2 separate regions of the Canis lupus genome follow, and region 2 is linked to region 1. A link is a contact called in public Hi-C data. All regions are on one chromosome and are shown on one strand. The core of a region is the stretch at or near the end of the contact, and the rest is flanking DNA. Distances in the headings are between cores, read along the strand shown. Region 1 holds the start of GTF2I (general transcription factor II-I). Region 2 has its middle 32 kb from the start of MIR2387.

The links. A called contact is a pair of places that touch in the nucleus more often than the background predicts.
Region 2: a Hi-C map of blood shows a contact between it and region 1, with 1.4 times the contacts expected there. The contact joins the enhancer-like site here to the promoter of GTF2I in region 1. A contact is called at or near these places in 2 of 9 Hi-C or Micro-C datasets (blood and skin fibroblasts).

Annotation. Positions count from the first base shown.
Region 1 is chr6:5,756,543-5,761,543 of UU_Cfam_GSD_1.0, forward strand. It overlaps GTF2I (general transcription factor II-I), which reads right to left and starts at 2,313. Exons shown (of 35, transcript XM_038539055.1): 1 at 1,936-2,313. LOC119872320 (transmembrane protein 258-like) reads left to right here and starts at 2,658. Exons shown (of 1, transcript XM_038538842.1): 1 at 2,658-5,001.
Region 2 is chr6:5,793,609-5,798,609 of UU_Cfam_GSD_1.0, forward strand. No RefSeq gene overlaps it. Among named protein-coding and RNA genes, the nearest start is that of MIR2387, 32 kb to the right of the region's middle. Within about 2 kb of position 1,998, at least 9 of the 20 cell types and tissues checked have an H3K27ac peak or open chromatin away from gene starts, as enhancers often do. A contact at or near this core is called in blood, where this site is marked.

The sequences.
Region 1 (5,001 bases), core at 1,063-3,562:
ACCTGCCGAATCCGAAGTCTGGGGTTCTGGGGTGGGGCGGGGCGACGGTGTCTGAACAAGCCCTCCGGGGGTTGCTGACGCTCCGGAGTCTGAGAGCCACAGGCTGAGGGGTTAAGAGTCGGACTGCCCAGGCTCCAACCTTGCAGTCAAGGTTGACTTGCTGAGTAATCAAGAATACACTACTCAGCTTCTCTAGACTTGTTCCTCGTCTACACAAGGGAATTGCGGGGTTGTTTTCAAGACTGAATAAGAAAACACGTTAGTGCTGAAGAGGGATGCCCGGCGCTTAGGAAACATCCAAATGTTAGGCTCGGTGCAAGGCCCTTCGCGGGTCTGTCCGCCGGGAGGGGAGACAAAGGCGGAAAAAGCTTAACCCCTGCCCCTCCTGCCCACGGACGGGGCGGACAAGAGTGCACCGACGCACAACACTCCCCTCAGGGAAACCCAGACCCGCTCCTGGAAGGGCCGCACCAGCTGATTCGGACGCCGCGGGGCCGCTGGGCTCGTCCGCCCCGCGCTCAGGACCCGGTTCCGGAGCCCCGGGGTCAAGTCCCGGGATGGAGTCCAGCACCCGCTCCCCCAAGGAGGCCTGCTTCTCCCTCTGCCTCTCTCCGCGTCTCGTGGGTAAATAAAATCTTTAAGAGAAAGAAAAAAGAAACGACCAATTCCCACCAAACAATGCAAGAGACGGCCTTCAGCGACGGCACGGGAGCAAGACCAGAGTTCCAAAGCCCGAACATAAGAAAAAGTCAAGGTCCCAAGGAGGAGGCAAGAGCACCGCGCCCGGCAGCCCGGCTCTGCGGCTGAACGACTGACGAGACAGAGACAGCGACGGGGCAGGAGGGAGGAGGTGTCTGTCCTCCCCGGCCGCGGGCCTGGGGCGCGGGCGCGGGCGCGGGCTCAGCCTCCTCCCCGCACTCCGGGGCACCCTCATTTGCAAACTAACTTCCCCTTCTGCTTCCGGAACGCCCCAGAGACGGCTCTGCTGCCCTCCGGCCCCTCAAGCCGCAGAGAAGGGGGAAGCGTGCCCGGAGCCCCGCAGCCGCAGGAGTGGGCCTGCTCCAACCCAACTCGACGCCGGAACGCTCTCGGCCGCCGGCTACCGCAACGCCACATTGGACAGGGGAAGAAGAAGAAGAAGAAGGGAAAAAAGAACTTCCTTTATTCAAAGGCAAAACTTGGAGAAAGTGGAGGCAGCACAGGGAGGGGGGAAAGGACAGTTTTTCCCCTTCGTCCCTCCGCGAAACCCCGTCCGGGCGCCTGCGGGATCCAGACGGCTTTCCGTGGCCCGAAGGCCGAGGTTTTCCTTCCGGTCATTGTGTTTATTTCCCCCAAAGAACAGGCCCCGCGGGGCCGGCGCGCCGGCCGGGCCGGGACAAAGCCCACTCCGGGCTCCACCTGGGCGCGGGCAGGGGCGGGGAGGGGCGGGGGCGGGGCGGGGCGGGGCGGGGCGGGGCGGGCGGCGCTCCGGGGCCCGCCGGCCCCGGGCCGCAGTTACCAGGCAGCGCGGCGGCGCCGCCCCCGCCGCCCGCCGGCCAATCGCGCGCGTCTGCTGCCCGGGCGCACGAGCCCCGGAGACACCAGGCCGAGCGCGACCCCACGGCTCGGGCCTGGCACCGCGCGCGCACCCGCACCGCCCGAGCCGGCCAATCAGCGGCCGGGCATGCGCAGCCCGCAGGCTCGCTCGCGCGCGGGACTCACGCGTGAGCCCCCCCACGCAGCGCCGGCGCGCGCGCCCCTCCCCCCGCGCTCCCAGGCGCGCGCGTGCAACTGTCGTCCCCCGCGACCGCGTCTCCTCCCGCCCCACCCCCAACACGGCGGCCCGGGTACCCCGGCCCCAGTCCGCGCGGGCCCCGGGGGGGCGCGTCTCAAAGAAGGGCCCCGCTCGCGATGGCAACCGGGGCGGGGGGCGCGGGGGAGGCGACGGGGACTCACCCGAGTGCAGCCGCCTCCAGGCAGCGCCGGGGCTGGGGGAGCCGAAAGGAAGCGCGTGTGGGCCGAGCAAGAGCTGCGGCCGCGGCGGAGCAGCTCCGGGCTGGGGCGAGCGGGCGAGCGGGCAGGAGGTGAGAGGGCGAGGGGCCCGGGCGTCTTGGCCGAGCTCCTGTCACCGCCGCATGGCCGCCCCGGCAGGGCCTGGGTCAGCGCCTAGATCCGATCACGGGGGACCGAGGGAGAGGCCGGGATCACCGCGGCAGGCGGGCGGCCTCAGCTAGAGAGCGCGTGCGGGGAAGCGGGGGGGCGATCGGTGGCCCCTTTTCTCTGCTCTCCGAGCTTCTCTCTCACCCTCCTCCTCCTCCTCTTTTTTTTTTTTTTTTTTGTTCCTCGAAGGCGCGCTGCGCGTGCGCACCCGCAGCGCCGCCCAGCGGGAGTTGTAGTTTTGTGGTTCGTCCCCACCAACGCGACGGCGGGGGCGGCGGACTACGACTCCCAGGAAGCCCCGCGCCGGCGAGCCCCGAGCCCGAGGACGCGGCGAGCGCGGCGCCCGGCCCTCTCCGGCAAGGACTGTCAATGGAGGCGCGGGTGGTGGGAGCAAGAACATGGCTGCACCTGGGGCCTGCGCGGCCGCCCGGGTGGGGGAGGGGAGCCGGGGCGCGGGGCGCCGGCCTAGGCCGGGGGCGGCCCCCGCCTGCTCAGCGCCGCGGTGCCGCGGGCCCGAGCCACCGTCCGGGGCTCGCACTCACTCGTGCGTCCGACATTCCCTGCCGATGGCGAGGCCGGAACATGGCAGAGGCCCGGGAGCCCCAGGCCGGCCCGCCGGTCCCTGTGCTCCGCCGAGGGACTTCCTCCGCCCTGCACCACCCTCCCGGACACAAAGAGCTCCTCTGTTAGTTTTGCAAGCTTGCCTCCGAGGCGGCCGGAGGAGACCGGAGCCCCAACCTGCGCCGGGGCAGGGGGCGGGGGGCTCCTGTTTTTATTTACCACCCCCACCCCCACCCCACCCACACAGCCCAGACTTTCCCCTCGCTCCCTCGCTCCACGTTTAGAGGCAAAGTTGAGAGAAAGCCGCGGAGGGAGCAGAAAACCTGCCCTGTAGCCCGCTGGGTTTTGTTCTGTCGACCGCGGAGAAACTGGACCGAAACCTCTCCCCCGCACCCCGCACCCCGCACCCCGCACCCCGCCTCCCGCCTCCCGATTGTGCTTTTTCGCTTTCCAACTTGAGCTCTCGAATGTCGAAAACGCTGAGACACTGCTCTTCACCTAAGCGACGCTCAAAAGTTTACAGAACTCGAGCCCCGAGGTCGAGGGCGGTTCTGCGGAGCACTGGACCGAAGGGTTTCACGATTCTTCCCCCCGGCGGCGATGGGGGGGCCCCGCCGGCCGCCCTCCTCCCCACCCCCACCCCCGCCCCCACCCCTTCTCCCCTCCCCCTCGGTAGGTGGCGACCACGGCGCTTTTTTCCAGCCTTTGTCGCTGGAAAGAAAACTTTCCGAGCAGCCAGTCTTTTTGATGTCGGTCCAAGACCTTCCCTTTGAATCTCGGTGCCCGCAGATCGGCGTTCCCCCATCTCCTCCCGCGTCGACCGCACCCGGAAAGCCTCCCCTAGAATTCCCACGTCGGGATTCTTTAAAACAGACGGAGGCTTTCGCGGTCCCTGCGGGAGCCGCGCGATTTGCAGAAGATGGGCACGTCTCTACGGTTTCCCCCTCGCCTCCCACAGGCATTTCTGTCCCCGCCGGGCTCGATCGGGACTCTCCTTTGTCGAGCCTCTCTCCAAAGCGTTCCATTCCGTTTTCAAACAAGAACAGTGTTTCTTTTTTGCACTCGTATTTCATTACCATATTGGCATATTTAATTAAACTCCGTAGTCCCAGTAGCGAGTACTACTGACAGCTATTTAGAGAACAAGCGTTAACTTTCTCGGGAAGTCTGCAATCGAGCTAACAGGAGCAGCCAGGCTTGCAGGGGCAAACACAGCTGCTGTGGGGCTCGGGGAGGATGTTTTAGGGAAGGGCTGGAGGCCTGGGTGGCTTCTGGAGGACGCTGGCAGCTTGAGGGCCGCCAGGGCAGGCTTCGCACCGTGAACTGGTGTCATGGAGGAGCGTTTGGAGAGAGTCCCAAAGTGGGCTGGCAAGGCAGAAACTCATTTAGTCAGGAGTCACTTGTCATCATTAAAAACTTGTTCGCCCCTGGCTTCTATGAATGTAACACTTTGGTGTGGAATTTTGCTGCTGCTTCATGAAAAACTCCCAACTTCTGTGAGGTGGAAGCAATTCCTTGAAACTATTAAGTCCCAAAGAGGCCCCTCAAGCTTTAGCTTGGAGGCTTGGAATTGCCTCCCTACAGAAAGCTGGCTCTTTTGGAACAATGAACAGTGTCTGGAATGGTGTGTGGTTCAAAGTTTTTTTCTCTTCTTTTCTTTTTTTGCATACTGCCGTTGGGGGCTGTAACCCTCAAATTGATGTCTTATAGTCACACAGCATGCTTTTACAGTCTTCCCTAAGGCCTGACTCATCACCTTAGCAGCTACTGGTACAGTTACTGCCTTGTGCTAGCCAATTCCTACCTCTCCTCATTGATAGGTGCTCTGTTAATGGAGACCCTAAGTGAGGAGACACTCTGAATATCATCTCAGCAGGGTGTGTTGTTTTTCCAACATAGGATCAAATTGCTGGATTTGGGGTTGAGCAACAGATGGGGAAAAAAAAAAAAACGAACAAATGATTTGTGTTTAGGGGTGGAATCCTTTGTTAAATCGCACCCAGCTCACCGTTGTGGTCAGAATCACATTCAGCATAACGAAATGTGTATGCTAAGACGGATGGTCTGCAGCTCTCGGATCATGCTCACCTGAAGACCAAAATGCACAGGGTCCAATAGGCAGCCAAATATTGTATGTTATTTATCTTGAATTATTTCAAATATTTCTCTTTTAATGTTTAACCTACAGAATGCAGTCCTGCAGATGAGTGTCCATGTAGCATGACACCATTCTACTGTATACTTGGGAAACAAAAGCCAAGTCTAGGGACAACTGGGTGGCTCAGTGGTTAAGTGTCTACC
Region 2 (5,001 bases), core at 748-3,247, 37 kb after region 1:
CTTGAGTTGCAGCCTCCTGGGACACGCTGATCCAGAACAACACATCCAGCTGCTCCTGGATTCCTGACCCTCAGAACCAATATGAGACAGTAAGTTTATTTATTTAGTTTAGTTTTTAAAAATAATTTCTATTCCCGGGACGCCTGGGTGGCTCAGTGGTTGAGCATCTGCCTTCAGCTCAGGGCGTGATCCCAGGATCTGGGATCGGTTCCCGAGTTAGTCTCCCTGCGTGGAGCCTGCTTCTCCCTCTGCTTGTGGCTCTGCCTCTCTCTCTCTCTCCATGTCTCTCATAAATAAATAAATACAATCTTAAAAAAAAAAAAAAAAAACAAAGAATCTCTATTCCCAACATGTGCTTGAACCCAATGACCCCAAGATCAAGAGCTGTATGCTCAACCGCCTGAGCCAGCCAGGTGCCTCAGCCCCAGGAAGTTTATTAGTTTAAGCTATTAACTTTGGGGGTCATTTGTTCCATGGCGATTGAGAGCAATAGACATGCCACTTTTTCACTCAGTAAGCCACATTGGGGAAATCTGAAGTTCAGAAACAGAAGCACCAGCACCAAAGGATGTTTCTACAAGGGTGTTTATTGCCACTGCCTTTGCTTTAGAAAAATATTGGATATAGTCAGAAATAAGGGTGATACCATTCTGTGGGACTGTTGTGCCATTTTTGGTAGGTCCGTAAGGTAGACCTGTATGTGTGAATCTGGAAAGATTCATGACCTATTAAGTGGAGAGCAAAAGGGTTGCAGAGTCTCACGTATGGTATCTGTGGAAGACGTTGCTGGACATGGCTCCCCAGCATCTATCCCCCTCCTTTCCTCCTTATTCACAGACCATGTTCCCAGCTTCAAAACTAAAACTCGGGCACTGGGGTGGCTCAGTTGGATGGGTGTCTGCTTTTGGCTCAAGTTGTGATTCCAGGGTCCTGGGATGGAGTCCCACCTCGAGCTCCCTGCTCATCAAGGAGTCTGCTTTTCCCTCTCCCTCTTCCTGCTGCTCCCCCTGCTTGTTCTCTCTCTCTGCAAATAAAGAAAATCTTTAGAAAAACCCCACAAACCTAAATCTTGATTTCTCAGCTTCTCTTGCAGCCAGGCACAACCATTTATTTCTGGCTAATGAGATAGAAGCAGAAATCCACAGGAAAGAAAATTACTGGTTTTTAGCAATATGTATACATTAAAAAAAAAAACATTTAAAAAATTTATTTGAGGGGCGCCTGGGTGGCTCAGTGGTTGAGCATCTGCCTTTGGGTTGGGGTGTGATCCTGGAGTCCTGGGATCAAGTCCCACATGGGGTTCCCTCACAGGGAGCCTACTTCTCCCTCTGCCTGTGTCTCTGCCTCTCTTTCTCTGTCTCTCATGAATAAATAAATAAAATATTTTTTTTAAAAAAAAGGAGGTCCTGAGGACCCTCAGAGGGGCAGGTGCAGCCCAGCAGATGAGGGATGCAGCCAGAGGGAGCTGTGCTCTGGAATCTGGGGCCAGGGGATGCAGGAGATGCAGGGAGGGAAGGGGGGACTGTGACCTAGCACAGCCGTGGCCTTTGGCATTGGCCCTGAGCTCCCCAGAGATGGGTCCTTCCTTTTGGGAGCAGGGCTGGGGCACCTAGGAGCCAGGTATCTAGACCAAGTCACAATGTCATGTGGCTGACTGGGGATGTGACAGTTGTCCTCTTGGTCAGTGGCTCTTTGCTTCTTGGAGCCTTCATGGTCCCCACTCTGTGCTGGGCCCCTGTGCAGCCCAGGGGCAGGGAGGAGGGTGACAGGGCTGCTGACTTGGACTTCGCCTCCCCTCCACCCTCCACCCTCCACCCTCCACCGCCTCCCGGCACGATTTCCTCTCTTGTGGCAGCTGGGGTTTCCTGTTCTCTCTGGCTGTCTGGGCAGCTTCCTCATTTCCCCCAGCCTTGCAGCAGGTGTCTGGATGGCTCCTGCTCTCGGAAACTCCGTCAGCCAGGGACCAAGCACAGGGGCCCTGGATGGCGCGGCAAAGGCGTGCCATGGAAGGAGCAGCGGCTCTGCTGGGCCAAGGGAGCCAGAGGAGGGAGGCTGCTGTTCTCCCGAACTGGGTTATGACCCAGATATCACATGGAACATATTCACACTAAAGAATTCTTTGTCGCTTATCAAAAATTTCCATTTAACTGAACATCCTGTATTTTTCTTTGCTAAATCTGGCAACCCGATCCGCAGACGGACGGTTCAGCTTTCAAAGTTCTAATCAGATTTTCCAGAAAGGGAAGAGAGGGAGGAGAAGAGAGTCAAGAAAAGAAGAAACTCCCCACGGATAGAGCCTGTGTGTGACTCACTAGTGGCTCCTCCCCGCTGTGGGCCAGAGACTGAGGCCCCAGGAGAGAGGGCAGGGCTGGAAGGGGCAGCCCGTGCCAATCCTGGCTCAGCCACCAACTTCCTGTGGTCACCCCACTCACTGGGCCTCTCTGGGCTTCCAGGCTGGCGTCCGTGGCCTCCAGCACTCATTCCTTCATTCCATTTGTCCCAAGCTCCCTCTCCGTGTGCCAGACCCAGGTCTGGGAGAGGAGCTGGACTCCTGGGCCCTTTAACAGCTGGCTGGCAGGTGGAACGTGGAGGATCTAGACATGAAAATGGATCCCTGTGATCCAGGAAGATAGAATTTCCACTTTCTTCCTTCAACAGGGGAGCTACTCAGTCCCTGCTGGGCCCTGTCCCTGCCCTCTTCTTCTTCCTGATGTCAGTGGCCACTAGGGGACCTGCGGGGGGCTGCTACTGGTGGCCTCAGCTGTCAGGGCATTTCTCATATATCATATAGTGACACCGTCATCCTCAACAGAAAGCCCTCCATGAAGCCACGCTTTTTCCAGTGACCCTCAGAATGGTGGGGGTGAGCTTCATGAGCTGTGAAGTGTTCTGGGTGACTTGCTTCCCCTGGACCAGCTGGGTTGGGTTGGATCAGGCAAGCTTGGGTCTCTCAGATGCCCACCTGTGTGCCCAGAGGCTTCAGATCACCTGGTGGACCCAGGATTAGAGGAGGTGGGAGTCTCTGAATGGCAGACCTAGGATGGTATGCTTAATACTACCTGTTTTTTTTTTTTTTTTGATAGTCACACACACACACAGAGAGAGAGAGAGAGAGAGAGGCAGAGACACAGGCAGAGGGAGAAGCAGGCTCCATGCACTGGGAGCCTGACGTGGGATTCGATCCCGGGTCTCCAGGATCGTGCCCTGGGCCAAAGGCAGGCGCTAAACCGTTGCGCCACCCAGGGATCCCAATACCACCTGTTTTTTTTTTTTAATACCACCTGTTTTTGCTAGCATGTGTGGATGTTGGGGGAAAATGGAAGGAGGGAATTTGATTTTGATGACCAGGGGCTAATCTAGAAGCCACCATTTTCTTCCACATAGCAGCCAGGGTGCTTTAAAAAATAATTTTTTTGGGGGGCACCGGGTGGTCAGTCAGTTAGGTGGCCAACTCTTTGTTTTAGCTCAGATCATGATCTCAGGGTCTGCTTGAGCCGAGGAGCTGAGGGTTAGGCTCCTCACTCAGCCTGGGAGTCTGCTTGTGGAGTCTGTCCCTCTCTCTCTCACTCTCTCCCTCTGCCCCTCTCTCTGCTCTTTCTCTCCCTCTAAAATAAGTAAATAAATAAATCTTTTTTAAAAAAAATTAAAATAAAAATTAATTAATTAATTAAATTAAAAAAGAATATTTTATTGTGATAAAAACTATAACATTTACCATTTTGGTATACAACTCAGTGGCATTAAGTACATTCCTTTTTTTTTTTTTTCTTTTTTAAAGATTTTATTTACTTATTCATGAGAGACACAGAGAAAGAAAGAGAGGCAGAGGCACAGGCAGAGGGAGAAGCAGGCTCCCAGCGGGGAACTTGATGCAGGACTCGATCCGGGGTCTCCAGGATCATGCCCTGGGCTGAAGGCGGCTCTAAACCACTGAGCCACCCAGGCTGCTCAAGTACATTCCTGATGTTATGTAACCATCACCACTATTTCTATAATTTTTTTATCATCCCAAGCAGAAACTCTGTACCCACTAAACAGTAATTCTCCCCCTCTTCCTCCTCTCCTCCCAGGCCCTGGTAACCTCTAATCTATCTATTGTCTCTGTGAATTTGCCTGTTCTCAATACCTCGTTCAAGTGGAACCTTATCCTATTTGTCCTTTTGTGTCTTACTGCTTTCATATAGTGTGTTTTCAAAGCGCACCCGTGTGGTAGTGGTGTCAGAGCTTCATTCCTTCTTATGGCTGAATAATATTCCATTGTGTGGCTAGCCTGCCTTTGGCTTATCAATTCATCCATTGGTGGACAGTCAGATTGTCTCTGCCTTTTGGCTGCTGTGAATGATACTGCAAGTAAGTGTGGGTGTACAGGTATCTGTTTGAGTCCCTGCTTCCAATTCCTTTTTTTTTTTAATATTATTTATTTATTTATGAGAGACACAGAGAGAGAGGCAGAGACACAGGCAGAGGGAGAAGCAAGCTCCCTGTGGGGAACTCAATGTGGGACTCGATCCCAGAACCCCGGGATCACGACCTGAGCCAAAGGCAGATGCTCAACCACTGAGCCACCCACATGCCCCATTTGAGTTTTAATCTGGTAAAGATAAGTCAAGAATGTGTGTCAGGTCAATCTTTACTTTTGAATCAGCACGGGAACTTTATCACTGATTTATTGTCCCTGGTATGATTAGGCTATCTCCTGGTTTGACAGTGGCTGTTTGTTCTTACATTCTTTTGTTCCCTTAAAAATCATTATCTAGTGGGGCCTATCCTTCTGCAATTTGCAAGATATCCCAGGAAGTCCTACAAGGAATATGCTTTGGGCAAGGAAACCTGGTCAGGCCTAGATCATAAAATGGCAGAGATTGGGGGTTGTGGGCATTAAAATGACTTATGTCAAGAAAGCCATGCCTCGGGGTGCCCTCCCAACCCCATGTGCAGACAACCCCTTCCTCTGTGGAAGGAAGACACGCAGAAATATCAGGAGCTTGTGCTTTAGGCCAG